Regions from separate parts of the Mus musculus genome. Here regions 2, 3 and 4 are each linked to region 1. Evidence: chromatin contacts called from public Hi-C data. All regions are on one chromosome and are shown on one strand. Each heading gives the region's core, a stretch centred on a gene start, on an enhancer-like site or on the middle of the called end of the contact. The rest is flanking DNA. Distances are from core to core; before and after follow the strand shown. Region 1 has its middle 25 kb from the start of Gm32028. Region 2 overlaps Vti1a (vesicle transport through interaction with t-SNAREs 1A). Region 3 overlaps Gucy2g (guanylate cyclase 2g). Region 4 overlaps Vti1a (vesicle transport through interaction with t-SNAREs 1A).

The links. Hi-C and Micro-C count contacts between places; a contact is called where the count stands out from the background.
Region 2: a contact with region 1 is called in a Hi-C map of the N1E-115 cell line, with 4 times the contacts expected there. The contact joins two enhancer-like sites. A contact is called at or near these places in 1 of 39 promoter capture datasets (the C10 cell line), 3 of 15 datasets of contacts at CTCF or cohesin (large pre-B cells, pro-B cells and stem cell-derived epiblast-like cells), 46 of 484 Hi-C or Micro-C datasets (the AML12 cell line, the AtT-20 cell line, B cells and 28 more), 2 of 115 datasets of contacts at active chromatin or transcription factors (embryonic basal ganglia and embryonic stem cells) and 1 of 9 other capture datasets (embryonic stem cells).
Region 3: a contact with region 1 is called in a Hi-C map of the N1E-115 cell line, with 4 times the contacts expected there. The contact joins two enhancer-like sites. A contact is called at or near these places in 1 of 15 datasets of contacts at CTCF or cohesin (embryonic stem cells), 3 of 484 Hi-C or Micro-C datasets (the N1E-115 cell line, embryonic stem cells and pro-B cells) and 1 of 9 other capture datasets (embryonic stem cells).
Region 4: a Hi-C map of the N1E-115 cell line shows a contact between it and region 1, with 9 times the contacts expected there. The contact joins two enhancer-like sites. A contact is called at or near these places in 1 of 39 promoter capture datasets (the C10 cell line), 3 of 15 datasets of contacts at CTCF or cohesin (the NIH/3T3 cell line, large pre-B cells and pro-B cells), 77 of 484 Hi-C or Micro-C datasets (the 3T3-L1 cell line, the AML12 cell line, B cells and 47 more), 4 of 115 datasets of contacts at active chromatin or transcription factors (astrocytes, bone marrow-derived dendritic cells, embryonic basal ganglia and 1 more) and 1 of 9 other capture datasets (embryonic stem cells).

What each region holds. Positions count from the first base shown.
Region 1 is chr19:56,201,036-56,204,101 of GRCm38.p6, reverse strand. No RefSeq gene overlaps it. Among named protein-coding and RNA genes, the nearest start is that of Gm32028, 25 kb to the right of the region's middle. Within about 2 kb of position 1,446, at least 28 of the 459 cell types and tissues checked have an H3K27ac peak or open chromatin away from gene starts, as enhancers often do. A contact at or near this core is called in the N1E-115 cell line, where this site is marked.
Region 2 is chr19:55,416,435-55,419,876 of GRCm38.p6, reverse strand. The region is part of intron 5 of Vti1a (vesicle transport through interaction with t-SNAREs 1A); the gene reads right to left. Among named protein-coding and RNA genes, the nearest start is that of Vti1a, 100 kb to the right of the region's middle. Within about 2 kb of position 1,251, at least 14 of the 459 cell types and tissues checked have an H3K27ac peak or open chromatin away from gene starts, as enhancers often do. A contact at or near this core is called in the N1E-115 cell line, where this site is marked.
Region 3 is chr19:55,205,424-55,208,861 of GRCm38.p6, reverse strand. Gucy2g (guanylate cyclase 2g) reads left to right here. Exons shown (of 21, transcript NM_001081076.3): 16 at 859-999; 17 at 2,518-2,710. Among named protein-coding and RNA genes, the nearest start is that of Mir6715, 14 kb to the right of the region's middle. Within about 2 kb of position 1,896, at least 8 of the 459 cell types and tissues checked have an H3K27ac peak or open chromatin away from gene starts, as enhancers often do. A contact at or near this core is called in the N1E-115 cell line, where this site is marked.
Region 4 is chr19:55,339,616-55,342,908 of GRCm38.p6, reverse strand. The region is part of intron 3 of Vti1a (vesicle transport through interaction with t-SNAREs 1A); the gene reads right to left. Among named protein-coding and RNA genes, the nearest start is that of Vti1a, 25 kb to the right of the region's middle. Within about 2 kb of position 1,343, at least 16 of the 459 cell types and tissues checked have an H3K27ac peak or open chromatin away from gene starts, as enhancers often do. A contact at or near this core is called in the N1E-115 cell line, where this site is marked.

The sequences.
Region 1 (3,066 bases), core at 197-2,696:
AATACTGACTCTTAGCAAATCCCGCCCTCCTGAAGCACATAGCCAAATGAAGTCCAGAGACAGGAAGTGACTGTTTCAAACTCGTACCAGAATTACTTATCTGAACCAAGTCCATTGTACCAGCCAAGACAGACTAAGTCGTGCTAACGAAACAACAGCTTCCCAGTGCGGGAACACACCCTAAGAAACATAACGCTTTTTCTCGGTTTTTATTTGTGGACATACTCCAAGTCCATCCCATATTGGTAGCGGGAATCATGGAGCCAAGTAGACTGATGGAGCTACCATCATATCAAATAGTCCGAATTTCAAACAGCCGAGGAAAGAATTTCGGATGTCTAGCTTCAGATGTGAAAGGCACATGGGTCATTTCTGCGCAAAGTCATTGGTCAATCTAACCACAACCGGAGTGGGAGGAGCTGTGTCTGGAGGAGGGTGTTCATTCTCTTTACTCCTGTCCTCTAGTACTAGCTGCTTCATTCTATCTTCCGGAAGGATGTTCCGTAACCCACAGCCGGCTTTCCTGGAAGATGTAGTGTTCTTCCTGGGGATATGGGGATGGGAGAAACAGACAGCCTATATAAACTCCAGAGCTAACCACAGGAAGCCCCGGACCAGCTACATGTGCGCTGTGGACCCCGCTCTGACACTCGGGACCGGGCACCCTTTTGAGTTTCTCCCTTTTTGAGCTATGGGCCCAGCAGGCCTGGGGCAATGTTTCAGGAGAGGTCTCTAATTTTTGTATCTAGCATCTGCTTCATGCCTAAAGAAGTAGAGTTCTTGGACCCTGCTGTTGACCCCCGGGGGAAACTAAGTAAGCAGTTTGATACCCCATTTTTCTTAGTCCCAGGCTCTCTTTTGTGTTACATAACTGTGGTTGTCAGGTTCAATCTGATTATTTCGCTGGGTAGACTAGCAAGCGTTTGGATGAATTGTCCCTTGCCCCTAAGCTCAAATGCTCATATTTTCAGTTCAGTGCGCAGAAGGCCCTCACAGGGTCCAATCTGGGTTTCTTTTTCCTTTTCTTTTTCTCCCTCCTTCCTATTCTTTCCCTCCAGTAATATTCACAGCATTTCCCATTCTCTTTTGGAAGCAGTCTCAGTCTGTAGCCCAGGCTGGCCTCGGACTGGCGCCAGTCCTCTTGCTTCAGCAGCATTCATGCTGGGATTACAGATGACACAATCACGTCCGGCTTTCCAGTTTTCTGTTTCTGTCATAATTTATCATCCTGTTTCCCAACCCCTTCCTTTAGAGACCTGGTCCCTGTGGATCTATAACTTCTAGGAGAGCTGGGGAGTGGGGGTGGGGGTTGAGACTGTGTGTACCAAGTTCAATTTCCACACCTTGATGGTTTTACCCAAGGCAGCCTCCATGGGCGGGCAGAGCAGGAGTGGGTGGGCAGACCTGCTCATTCATGGCTCTGTGATTGCGAGTGTGCAACCCTGCAGCCCTGAGTCACACTGACAGATCGCCTGTCTGGACTTTGTTTATTTAGAATGCTGCAGACACCCAGAGGCTGAGGATGAACAAGCATCCGAATGTTATGTTGTCACAATGCAGTCTCCTTGGGCATATCAAGTGCCAGCTCCATCTAGAAACCCAAGGGACCACAATCTGGACTCCCTAACCAACAGGTACAATCATTTCAGATCAATATTTTAGTGTGGTATTATCCAGTTTGTGATCAAAGCTTTCAGAGGCTGAGAGGAATTCTCATGTCCAATCTGGAATTCTTAGAGCCTCAAGTCCTCATCAGGACAGGCTGATCTGTAGGCATGTTTGGGTTCTGTTGCTTTTTTCCTGAGCTGGGTCCAAGATGTTGCCCTAGATGTGAGAGCCTCTCCTTGGCAGACTTTGACAGAGCATGCTGTCAGAAGAGTCCTAAGAATTAAAAGAGGGTTTTCTTGTGTTCTTTTCAGGAAATAAATGTAAAAGATTCAAAACTGTGTTCACACAAATTTTCCTCTGCTGATGTCCAGCTGGGGAAAGATGGGAGAGGAACAGAGAGAGAGAGAGAGAGAGAGAGAGAGAGAGAGAGAGAGAGAGAGAGAGAGAGAGAGAGAGACCTGGGCTTGATTTGCTAAAGGATGGAGCTGGGGACCACCTTGCTCTGGCCTGGAGGTGCCACAAGATGGCAGCATTTCTGAATCTTCTCAGTGCTCAGGGGGCCAGCCTGCAGGGCACAGGGCTGCCTTGGCCTGACCTGTCTTCCCTGCATTAAGAAGTATTAAGAGGTCCAACCAGAACATCTGCTTGAAGGGCTGGATATCCACAGTCCAGCTCTCTCAACAACATCAACTCAGTGGCCATGTGGACCCTACATTGGATTGACTTAGTTTTTTAAAGAAACTGCCTTTTGGCCAGCTGTTGTACAAAGCTAAGGAACTCTGGGGTGCATTAGGAAGCACAGCCTTTGAGCCTCAGTCTGGGCACTGAGGGCTCCATCAACTGTCTGGCATCAAGGCCAGAAGCCCTGCTCTTCCAACCTCCAACACCAGGATCTAACAGCCTAACAGGCAGTTTTGTCAAGGCAACCCTTCTTGGTGTGTATCCTGGACAGCTTACTCACTTACTCGCTTGTAAATCAACATTCATTTGGCAACTTTTGAGCCAGAGTCTCCAGGGAAACAGAGTAAAGCTCTTCCATCATGGAATCTGCATCTCGGATGTGCCGCTGGAGGCCAAGTTCATGAAACTTTGTTGCGAAGGGTCTTGTAGGGTGATGACTGGGACTCTAGAAGCCTCCATCACCTTCTAGCTGAGCCTCTGCGTCTGTTTTCTGAGATGTTGTGTGTGTTATTGGAAGCAATTAAAGAGCAAATAGGTTATGTGAATTTATCATAGGCTAGATGAGAGCTGTTTCAGGTACAGCTATGCAGCCTCCCAACACCAGAGGGCGCTGTTTACATAACTGCTTCTGCAACCTTTATCGCTTAAATCTCAAGTTACCCATCGATGATATCACCGAGGGACTGTTGTTATGAAGATTAAATAAATAGATGAATGAATAAATAAATAAATAAATAAATAAATAAATAAATAAATAAATAAATAAATAATAAAGTA
Region 2 (3,442 bases), core at 2-2,501, 780 kb after region 1:
GAGACATACACTCTGCATTTCTTGGCTTTATGTTTGCCCTCTACTAGCTGCACCCAAGTTAAGAATTCTAGCAGATCTGTAAGTCTCCTTTCCTTGGGGGTGGGGAGTTCAGGATGCAAGTCTTTACTCCACATGCAAATGTCATTGTTCTCTGATGTCTAATAATGAAGCTAGTCAGAGGCCACTGTTTGGTATTTTCCCAGTTAACTTACACTGTAGTACATCCAGAATCCTGCAGGGTCACTGGGTGTAGGGAACTGACCACGAAAGCAGAGGAAGGCAAGGAGCCTACTGTGTGTCACAGGGAAAACTGCATGGCATGGCATGACTCGCTTGCTCTGGAGGCAATGAGCTTTGTGCTGAGCGTGGCTTCCAATCATAGCTTTTTGGCTAGCGGGACTGTATAAAACACCAGTCCTTATGCTTTGGGCTAAGGGCATGCTCCCTCAGGCCCAGGACCATTCCCACCGCGCACTCCACCACTGGTGTGACTGCACTCCGTCCCTGGATGAACCAGAAGCATGACTGGTGTGGAAAGCACCTCACTGGTCTCATGTCATGGTGAAATGGAATGTTTTCATTTCACAGCAATCCGGTTAAAATACATGTCATTGCCCCATTAAACAGTGGAGACCATTTCCTATTTATTTATTTATTTATTTAATTGACTTAAAGCTCCTTTTACAAATGGACTCCCTGGGCTGTTTACAATTAGTACGATGGCTCTTTCTTTAATGACAATTCTCTTCTTATGATGTCAAGTCTCCTCGAGTTTTTCCGTTCAAGATAAAGAGATAAAATAAGCAAACAAGTGCAGACTGCAAAAACAAACTGCTTCTGAGGATTTAAGTGTGGGATGCCTTCAACAGTGCCCAGCCCCACCCACACCTTCCATGCGGAGCCTATCTAGCACAACAATGCTGGCATTGTCTTCCTTGAATTCAGCAATGCCAAGGAGAGACAGAGGCTTTCCTCTAGTCACACAGGGCCAGGTAATTGATGACCTAATAAACTGCTTCCTGGGAACAACTACCTTAACATGTAGGGTTTTGTTATGGGTACTTTTAAGGGACCCTAAGATATTTGTCCAAGACTGGTGTTCTATGTTATAGATAAATAAGTTCCCTTATGACAGACACTGGATCCATGGAACACTCCTAGTTTTTCCTTTAAATTTGGATGGGATAAGCCGGATGGGGGGGATATTTACACAGAGCTTGGGACAAACAAAACAGATCAGGGGACTGTGAAGCCCATTATGAGATTCTAAAGAAGCCACTTGGTCTCTCAGCTTCCATTACCTGCTGCACTGTCTCCCCAGCTCCAACAGTGTAAATTCTTACGACACGGTATTGGATGCACAGGAACAACTTAGTAAATGTTGTATGTCTATTAAAATTCTTTCATTTTCATTTTTACTAGAGTTCTTTTAGGATGAATGTGTAAAAATTCTGAAATAGATGGTTCTTTATTTGAAATACATTTCTTTATTGACACAGAAAATGGATCAAAAATGTTGACCGTGTCCCTCAGTATTGAAGTGTGTGTGTGCCTGCCATGTTCAACACCACTGGTTCTAGCCTAGCACCCAAAACACGTATCCCGCTAACCACATAATATTCAACTGTTGTCTTAGTATCTCCAGAGGAACGAACTAATACATGAACGATAGTTTCCTTTGACATTTAAACATTTTATTTCAATACTTTGCTTTCCTTCATTAAAGGAGCAACTTTAAAAATTGTCTTGTATCAAAATATGGTCCAATATCCATTGAGCAGTGGACTGCATCTTATACTAATTGACCCAGCTGGAAATCAGATCCGCCCAGCAGGACAGGCCATGCACGGCTCAGTCCTTAGCATCCTTTTCCTACTGGGATGCCAGAAGGAAGTCTCCTTCCTTAATTTTTACATAGGAGGTCTTGCTTTGGTTTTTGTTTTGTGTTTGCTATAGGGAAAAATAAAGATTGACTGTTACCTTAAATATGCAACCTCTAGGCAGCCATTGGTTTCTAAACAATCTTTCCTGTACCCAAACAGTATATGCTCTGGTTTCATTTTTCACAAAGGGTAGTGATATATTTGAATATGAGGCTCTTTAGAGCAGCATTTCAGTTTACATTTGAAAAAGGACCTACAAATTTAAGCAAATAGTCCAAGTGAGTGTGTGGGATACCATGCTGTGGGTGTGTACAGAAATGCCCCCCTATGCTGGATGTCCGTGACATGAGCAGAGCAGCCTGACTACACACCCCACAGAGAAGATATTCTCTACAAATAAATCGACTTTGCAGACAGGCAGGGGCTCTTTAGAACATGGGTTCTTCCAGGTCCTACCAGTTCCTATGTAAAAGTAAAAGCCCCTTTATTCAAAGCCACTGCTCGGAGAGGACAAGACTCAGGCCACCTGGCCAGAGAGCCCAATCTGGTCCACTTGAGTTGGGACACAGAAGCGAAGCTTTCAGTAAACCTGCATAGACAGGTTCTCACCTTCTCTCAGAGGCATGCTTTCAGTAACGCCATCCTACCTTCCCAGCTGTGCCCTAGACACCCATTTTGTTTGGGAGCCTTATTCTAAAATGCACAGAGATCTGGCAGCAGTGGTACAGATGACCACACCATTTTCCAGCTCACTCTTTGGAGAGGAAAGAACATAGCTCAATCTTCTAAAAAGAAGTACAACTTAACTTTCAACTCTGCTTTCAGGAGTAGATGTCAATTGGGATAATTAAACAATCTGGCATGTGACAATGAAAAATGGAAGAGGGGGCTCAGTGTTTAAGAGCACTGACTACTCTTCCAAAGGTCCTGAGCTCAATTCCCAGCAACTACATGGTGGTTCACAACCATCTATAATGCGACCTGATGCCCTCTTCTGGTCTGTCTGAAAATAGCTACAGTGTACTCATACACAAAATAAATAAATCTAAATAAATAAATAAATAAATAAATAAATAAATGTTAGAAGAAGAAGAAGAAGAAGAAGAAGAAGAAGAAGAAGAAGAAGAAGAAGAAGAAGAAGAAGAAGAAGAAGAAAGCAAGCAAGCTGGAAGACATCTGACTTCAGATGTCCCCTCTTTAAGATTGGAAACTTGACCTCCACACCTTGGTGTTTTCATTTGTCAAATGGGGACAGCAGCAGAAACACTCTAATTACGAAGGTCTTATGAGGTGTATGACTTCACCACAGAAGGCAACAAACAACAGTTGATCTATCTAGAAACTATCTAGTTAATCCTCTGGGTTGTATATCTTGAGTGGGTCTCTTGCACTGAAGAGAGACACAAAGATGAACAGGGAGATAGAATGTAGGAGGCAAAGCACAAAGCCTTTAAATTCCCAAACTAAATAAATACAAGCAGGTATAATGCGACCATTTACATGATTTTTCAAAGAGCTCACAGCCAGATCACATCATTGGTAACTGCCTGTGGCTGCTA
Region 3 (3,438 bases), core at 647-3,146, 1.0 Mb after region 1:
TCACAACCATCTAATGGCATCTGATGCCCTCTTCTGGTATGTCCGAAGAGAGCTACAGTGTACTCATAAACATAAAATAAATAAATAAATAAATAAATCTTTTAAGAAATTAAAAGAAAATTGTTAACTTGGCATGGTTAACATAACAAGCCTGTGTTCTTCTCCAGGTCACAATAGTTTTTTAATTGCTGATTTTTATATTATCTTAATGTACATGAAATATCGGTACTAATGGTATAAAAATATAATGTTTCAATATATGTATACTTTGCCAACTAACATAATGTATCTTGGATTGGTAGATATGTCCTTGACTTTTTACTCAGACAATATGATCCCAACATTAAGACAAACGTATTTCCTACCTGAGTCTTAGTCTTCTCATCTAAAAGGTGAGCAGCATAAGCAACTTCATGGGGGGCATTTCTGGAATGCAGTCCCGCAGATCCATGCTGGGCAGTCTGAGAAATGTCCCAGTTTGCAGTCTGTACCTTTTGGCTTCGTTGTGACCATGGCAAGGAGCATGCTGGGAAGTGAAGACGAGTCATCCAAGTCCACTGTTGAATGTCTGCTGGCCGCCAGACTCACCCCTAGGCAGTTTATACACGTTCGCGCCCAGAAATCCTAAGAAAACCGCACACAAGGTACATTTTTCAGAGGAGTAAACTGAGGCCCAGAGGAACCAAGGGCGCCGCTTCAGCTCAGGGCCGGGGACTCGCTACTGCCACGGGCAGTCCTCAGTAGCACACCCTAACTAAGGCAAGAAATGTCTCTGTGGGATAGGTATTTAGGAGTTGTGTGTTCACTGTGGTCCGATGGTTCCTGGGAGAGCACGCTAACACGTGCGTTCTTTTAAAGCCACGTGAGCATCCTGGATAGCATGATGGGGAAGCTGGAAACGTACGCCAATCACCTGGAGGAAGTGGTAGAGGAGCGGACCCGCGAGTTGGTGGCAGAGAAAAGAAAGGTGGAGAAACTCCTGTCTACCATGTTGCCAAGGTATTTAGGAGCAGTGTTGGGCAGGCCAAAAACAACCCGAGGATGATAAGCTGCCCTGTCTTAGTGTCTCTGAGCAGGAAAAATATTTCTGTTGTGTGTAATAATTAAAAAATAAGCAATCCTTGCTATCGCCTGCTACTCTCCGGCTCCATTCCCGCGGTTCATTCCCGCAGTTTGCACAGTTTTCTGTCATCCAACCACTGTGGCTAGCTGTCATAAATCCCTGTAACCCAGTAAAACTCTAGAGGCTTGTAATTTATCAGTCAGATTTATATCAGTAAATTCTCAACCCACGAAATGCCCACACAATGAACTGAGAGCCAACCTAGACTGGACAAATTGTCCTGTATATTAATCCATCTTTCCTATGACATTCATAGCTACCTGTGATCTTCTCTGTTCTTCTGTCCCTCTCTGTCTCATCTCTAAAACTCTCAGCCCGCCTTCTTTTCCCACTGCCCAATCAGAGGCTTCTAGCCTTATCTTTGCCTGCCCTCACCCGCATATCAATAGCAATGCACATTGTAACCCGCGATAATGTGCAATGGGTTTATATAAAAAAAATTAACGCAACATATTTCCATTGTTCTTTTTCTAAGAGGATATCAAGCTTTGTAAAAGGGGGCCAAGCAGGGAGAGAAGGGGGGGGGGAGGGGGAGAGAGATGGAGGGAGGGACTGAGGAAGGGATATATATATATATATATATATATATATATATACATACATATATATGCATATGCGTACGTATGTATGTATATGTATGTATGTGTGTATGTACGTATGTATGTGCAAAAGTTGGCAAGTCGATTCACCTTATTAATGAAAACACAGGCAAACAAACCACAGAAAATTCAAGTGTGGTTTATGTGGAAAGTGGTGAATGCAGTAACAGGATATAGCCACTAGATGGCAGGCTAGCTTCATGTCTCCTTTGTCTAGCTCAGAATGTGCCTGTGGCATCAACTAAAAAAAAAAAAAAAAAAAGCTTCAACGTTGTTTCTCTTTCCACCTATGCATCCTCTGACCTCCAGATGGAAGCATTTACTTTTGAAATGTTTGTGCATTTGCATGTCACCAGAAGAGTGGAAGAGGGGAATATTTATTTATTTTCTTTATTTTGAGATAGGGTCTCAATATGTAACCATGGCTGCCCTGGAGCTGACTGTGTTGACAAGTTTGTCTTTGAACTCACAGAGATCCACCTGCCTCTGTCTCCTGAGTGCTGAGATTAATGGCCCATACCTTTCTAGAGCAGTAGTTCTCAACCTATGGGCTGTGACCTGTCCCCGATTTCCACCCTTTCCTGCGGATTACAGCCACCACTTAAAAATCTCTGTAGAGAAAACACCAAGTGAATAAATGCGTGTCATTAAGTCCCTCTATATGGCAAATTTAATAAGTAAAAACCTAGCTCACCAAAGCCGAAGGGGCTGCAGAGGGTCGGCTCTGCCAAGAGCCTTGGAAGCGGAAACAAGCATGAGTTTGTTAAGACCCATCTACCCTTTCTCTGATTTCAGCTTCGTGGGAGAACAGCTAATAGCCGGAAAGTCTGTAGAACCGGAACACTTTGAGTCTGTCACCATCTTCTTCTCTGACATCGTGGGGTTCACAAAGCTGTGTTCCCTCAGCTCCCCCCTGCAAGTGGTGAAGCTCCTCAACGACCTGTACAGCTTGTTTGACCACACGATACAGAGCCATGATGTATACAAGGTGAGCCGAGGTGCCCTGGGCTGTGATGCACAGACTCCCCATCTGCTGTCTCCAGGCTGAGGACAGACCACCTCTCAGCTCGTCTCAATCCATGGCAGAACCCCGATGCTTGATTTCTGTCCATCTTCTCCGGAAGGGTCTTGATTAGCCACAAATGTGCACGCTTGTCCGGAGTCACTGGGTGGCGGCTGCAGATGACTCAGTCAGTAAAGTGATTGCCTCGCAAACTGAAAGACTTGAATTTGATCATCAGAATCCATGTAGGAATAAGCAGGGCTTCGTGGTGCTAAATTCTCAGCCCCACGGAGGCAGAGTGAGGCAGAGTGCTGGGATCTGACGGCCAAGCATCTTCATTCACAGGCCAGTGAGAGAGTCTGCCTCAAACACCAAGGTGCACAGTGGCTAAGGAATGACAACTGAGGTTTCCTCTGTCCTCCACACTCGCACTGCATTGCTATGAATATCCGTTCTTTGCCCATTATTTTAATCTCTCTCTCTCTCTCTCTCTCTCTCTCTCTCTCTCTCTCTGGTTTTTTTCGAGACAGGGTTTCTCTGTGTAGCCCTGGCTGTCCTGGAACTCACTCTGTAGACCAGGCTGGCCTCGAATTTAGAAATCCACCTGCCTCTGCCTCCCAAATGCTGGGATTAAAGGCGTTCGCCACCACGCCCAGCCCATTATTTTAATCTCGCAGAAAAGATGTTTGAAAGGAGGCAGTGGCCAGTACTGA
Region 4 (3,293 bases), core at 94-2,593, 860 kb after region 1:
GCAGCACTCAGCTGATTCACAGCCAGAACGCCAGTGTCCGTCCACAGTGTCACACTGCCTCTCGTGGCTCACGGCTTGTATGAAATAAACACAGGCTGGTTAAGGGTTATCTTTCAACTCTATAGCCTGGCTCTAAGAGAGTCATAGATAGATGCTACAGAGAGGGAGGACTTCATACTTTAAAGCCCACTAAGAAACATCCGGAATATCCACGGTCCTTCTTCTGCTGGTCACAACTGCAGGCAAAGGTTGCCTGCTGGCAGAGACTTGGGTATTGGTAAACACTGCACACGGCACAGCACAGCACCGCCCTCCAGAAAGAACGGTCGACTCAAAGTCTCAACAGGCCTGAGGTTGAGGAGCTAAACTCAAGAGAATGTCTATTACTACAGGTGAGAGAGAGAGAGAGAGAGAGAGAGAGAGAGATCAATCGATCATGCCTCTTTCTGCCCTGAAAGAGAACCATCCTAGACCTACCAAAGCATTAGGCACCCAGGCAGGAATGCATTCAATATCCAGTTTACAGGACAGAGTACAAGCCAACAGCTGAGCTAGCCTTCCCCACCAGGTAGGTCTGACTGTCCATCTGCACGTGACAGTGGTGCTGAGGGAGACTGAGTCTTTATACCTTTTTTTTTTTTTTTGAGAACTGATAAAATTCTTTAGGCAAATTTGTACCTAATGACAACACCCATCCATACTTGGAGAAAATTCTTAAAGCTGCATGGATCCCATGAGGCCCAGGAAACATGAGCTAGAGCAAGAGCAGGCAGGCTGCCAAACATACACCGACACACCGGCACCCCAGGCTGGGGTTATGGCATGCTCACTCTATGAACGCTATCCTCTTCTCTAAGGCCCCTGCACAGAGTCCTACTGTGTTCCTCAATTCTCCCACCTATGATTGGCACCTCTTGCCACTTGCCTGTAACAGTTGCCGGGCCCCATTCATGACAGAACTGGAAAAGACAAAATGTCTTGATTTGCTGGCTGGGTAAGGAGGATGCAGAAGGACGCTACACTTTAGTTCAGAATTTGAGATGTTACCTATGGAAAGAGGTTTTGCAGAGACAGTGTGAAAAGCAAATCCAGTTTCCAAAGACCCCATCCAGAGCACCAGGCAGCCAGCTTCTAGCAGCCTTGTGCTCAGGAAGATGCTCTGAGATGCAGGGCACACTTCTGACTATGCTATATTTATAAACTGCTCAGGGAGAAAAGTCAACTTTTAATGCAAAGAGAATATCCTTGGATGGATTTGGTCTTGGAAATTTCTCTATGAAAATGCCACACCACGGTGTATTTTAACATCAGTGTGAGCCACACTGCCATCTATGGCCACTTCCCACTTCACTTCAGTCAGAAAGCCCGGCTTTGCTTTCTGACAGTTTCTGAACACTGCCAGAAGACAGGAAACCCTTTCAGGTAGGAAATATACTAGCAATGATCCCCACACCCCCAAGTGTGTCTTTCTGACTTTCTACATACTTCTGTAGGATCTACCTCAGGGTATAACAAACAACTCAAAAGCGGTCAGTTTAAAGATAAAGAATTCTTGGAAATGATAAGACTTTCTAGAAAATATCTCTATGACAACAAAGTAAGGAAAACACTTAAATGAATATAGTATGTTTCCAAATTAGGAAAATTATTAATGTGTTATCAAACTAAAAACAGCATTTGTTTAAGACACATGATACTATTTCTTTCCAACCTGAGTATTGTGGACTAAATTCTACTCAGAAATAGTTTAAAATTTTTCAGTTTAAAATTTTAACTACTCTGTCAATGATTTCTCAACTTTCGTGGTAAGACACATTTGGGGACCCTTTCACAGGGGTCTCCTAAGACCAATGGAAAACACAGATATTTACATGACGATTCAATACAGTAATTACAGATATGAAATATCATCGAAAACCACTGCATGGAGAACTGTATTGAAGGGCTACAGTGTTGAAAAGATTGAGAATCTGATGATTTAAATTGCTATCCTAAGCTCTGGGTAGTGTAAAGTTAAAGATGTTCTGACCTGGCTACACAGAGGACTTTCAGTTGTTCCCTAAAGAAGAAGCAAGCAAGCATCCAGCAATTCTGCTGCTGGCTTGTAGGTAACGTTCCCCACGCCGGTGCACAGCATCATCATTTGGAACCAAGTGGATTTTCCCTTTCTTTCTATTCCAAATTCACTCGGCTTTCTGCCAAGAGAAAACAGACACAGGAGGCAAAGAGCAATTCTGTTAAGATCAATGAAGATGTTGGCCATAACGGAATCCCATTTATCCATCACATCCGTACTTCTGTTTCTCTGATTAGAGATTACTAGCAATTTCTTTACAATTCTTTTACAAAATTAAGTTACAATCCATCTTTCAAGACTTCACAGAGTAGAAAAAAAGTGTGTGCACTGTATGTGTTCTCATGCATGCACCTGTGTATAGTATACATTATTTGTCCTGAATCCAGAAATAGCACAAGCATATGTACATATACAGAGAGTCCTGTGTTTCCTTTAAGAAAATGTAAGCCTGGCCCGATGCATTTGAAATAGCAGCTTTTAAAATGCAGTGTTCACATGAAGACACTATAGTGCACTGACTCTGGGTTCCAGGTCAAAGCCACAGTCAGTACTAGCTAAGAACTCACAGCTTGCCTTTGTTTTATCCAAAGCTCAACTGAGAATTTAAAATATTCACTTTGCCACCTAGAGAGAAAAATTATATATGCATATCTTCTTTGTTTCCTCCAACTAAAGATTATCATAAAACCTAAATATACCATAAGGAAATTAATTTTAAGGAAATTTCATACAATGTAATTATAAGATAACAGGGTTTTTTTGTAATTAAAATTTTTATTTAAAATCATTTTAGGGTTTTAAAAGCAAAAAGAAATTAAAATTAAACTCAAATTCACACAGAAAAAAGAACTTCCCTGTTTTAGGTGCAAAGCTACCAAGTGACCCAGCACAAGCTTCTAATCCAAACGGGGCTGGGGCTTTGCCTAGCTCTCTGTCTTAGCTTCCTACATCAGCTACTCGGTTCCAAATTCACAAGTATAGAGAATCACTTGAGGAGCTGCCCTAAAAAAGCCATCACAACAATGTACAAATCACACCTACACCAATACAGTCACACGTGTGTGCGCAGAAGACCATCTGGTGTCAGGGATGTTTAAAGATACCCAGATCCCAACATGCAACAAAGGCAGGAGACCAACTTTGTATTTTGTGCCCAGAATATTTTAACCAGCTCCAAACTCTCATTGCCCCAGTGGGCCCTGCTAACCTTCCAACC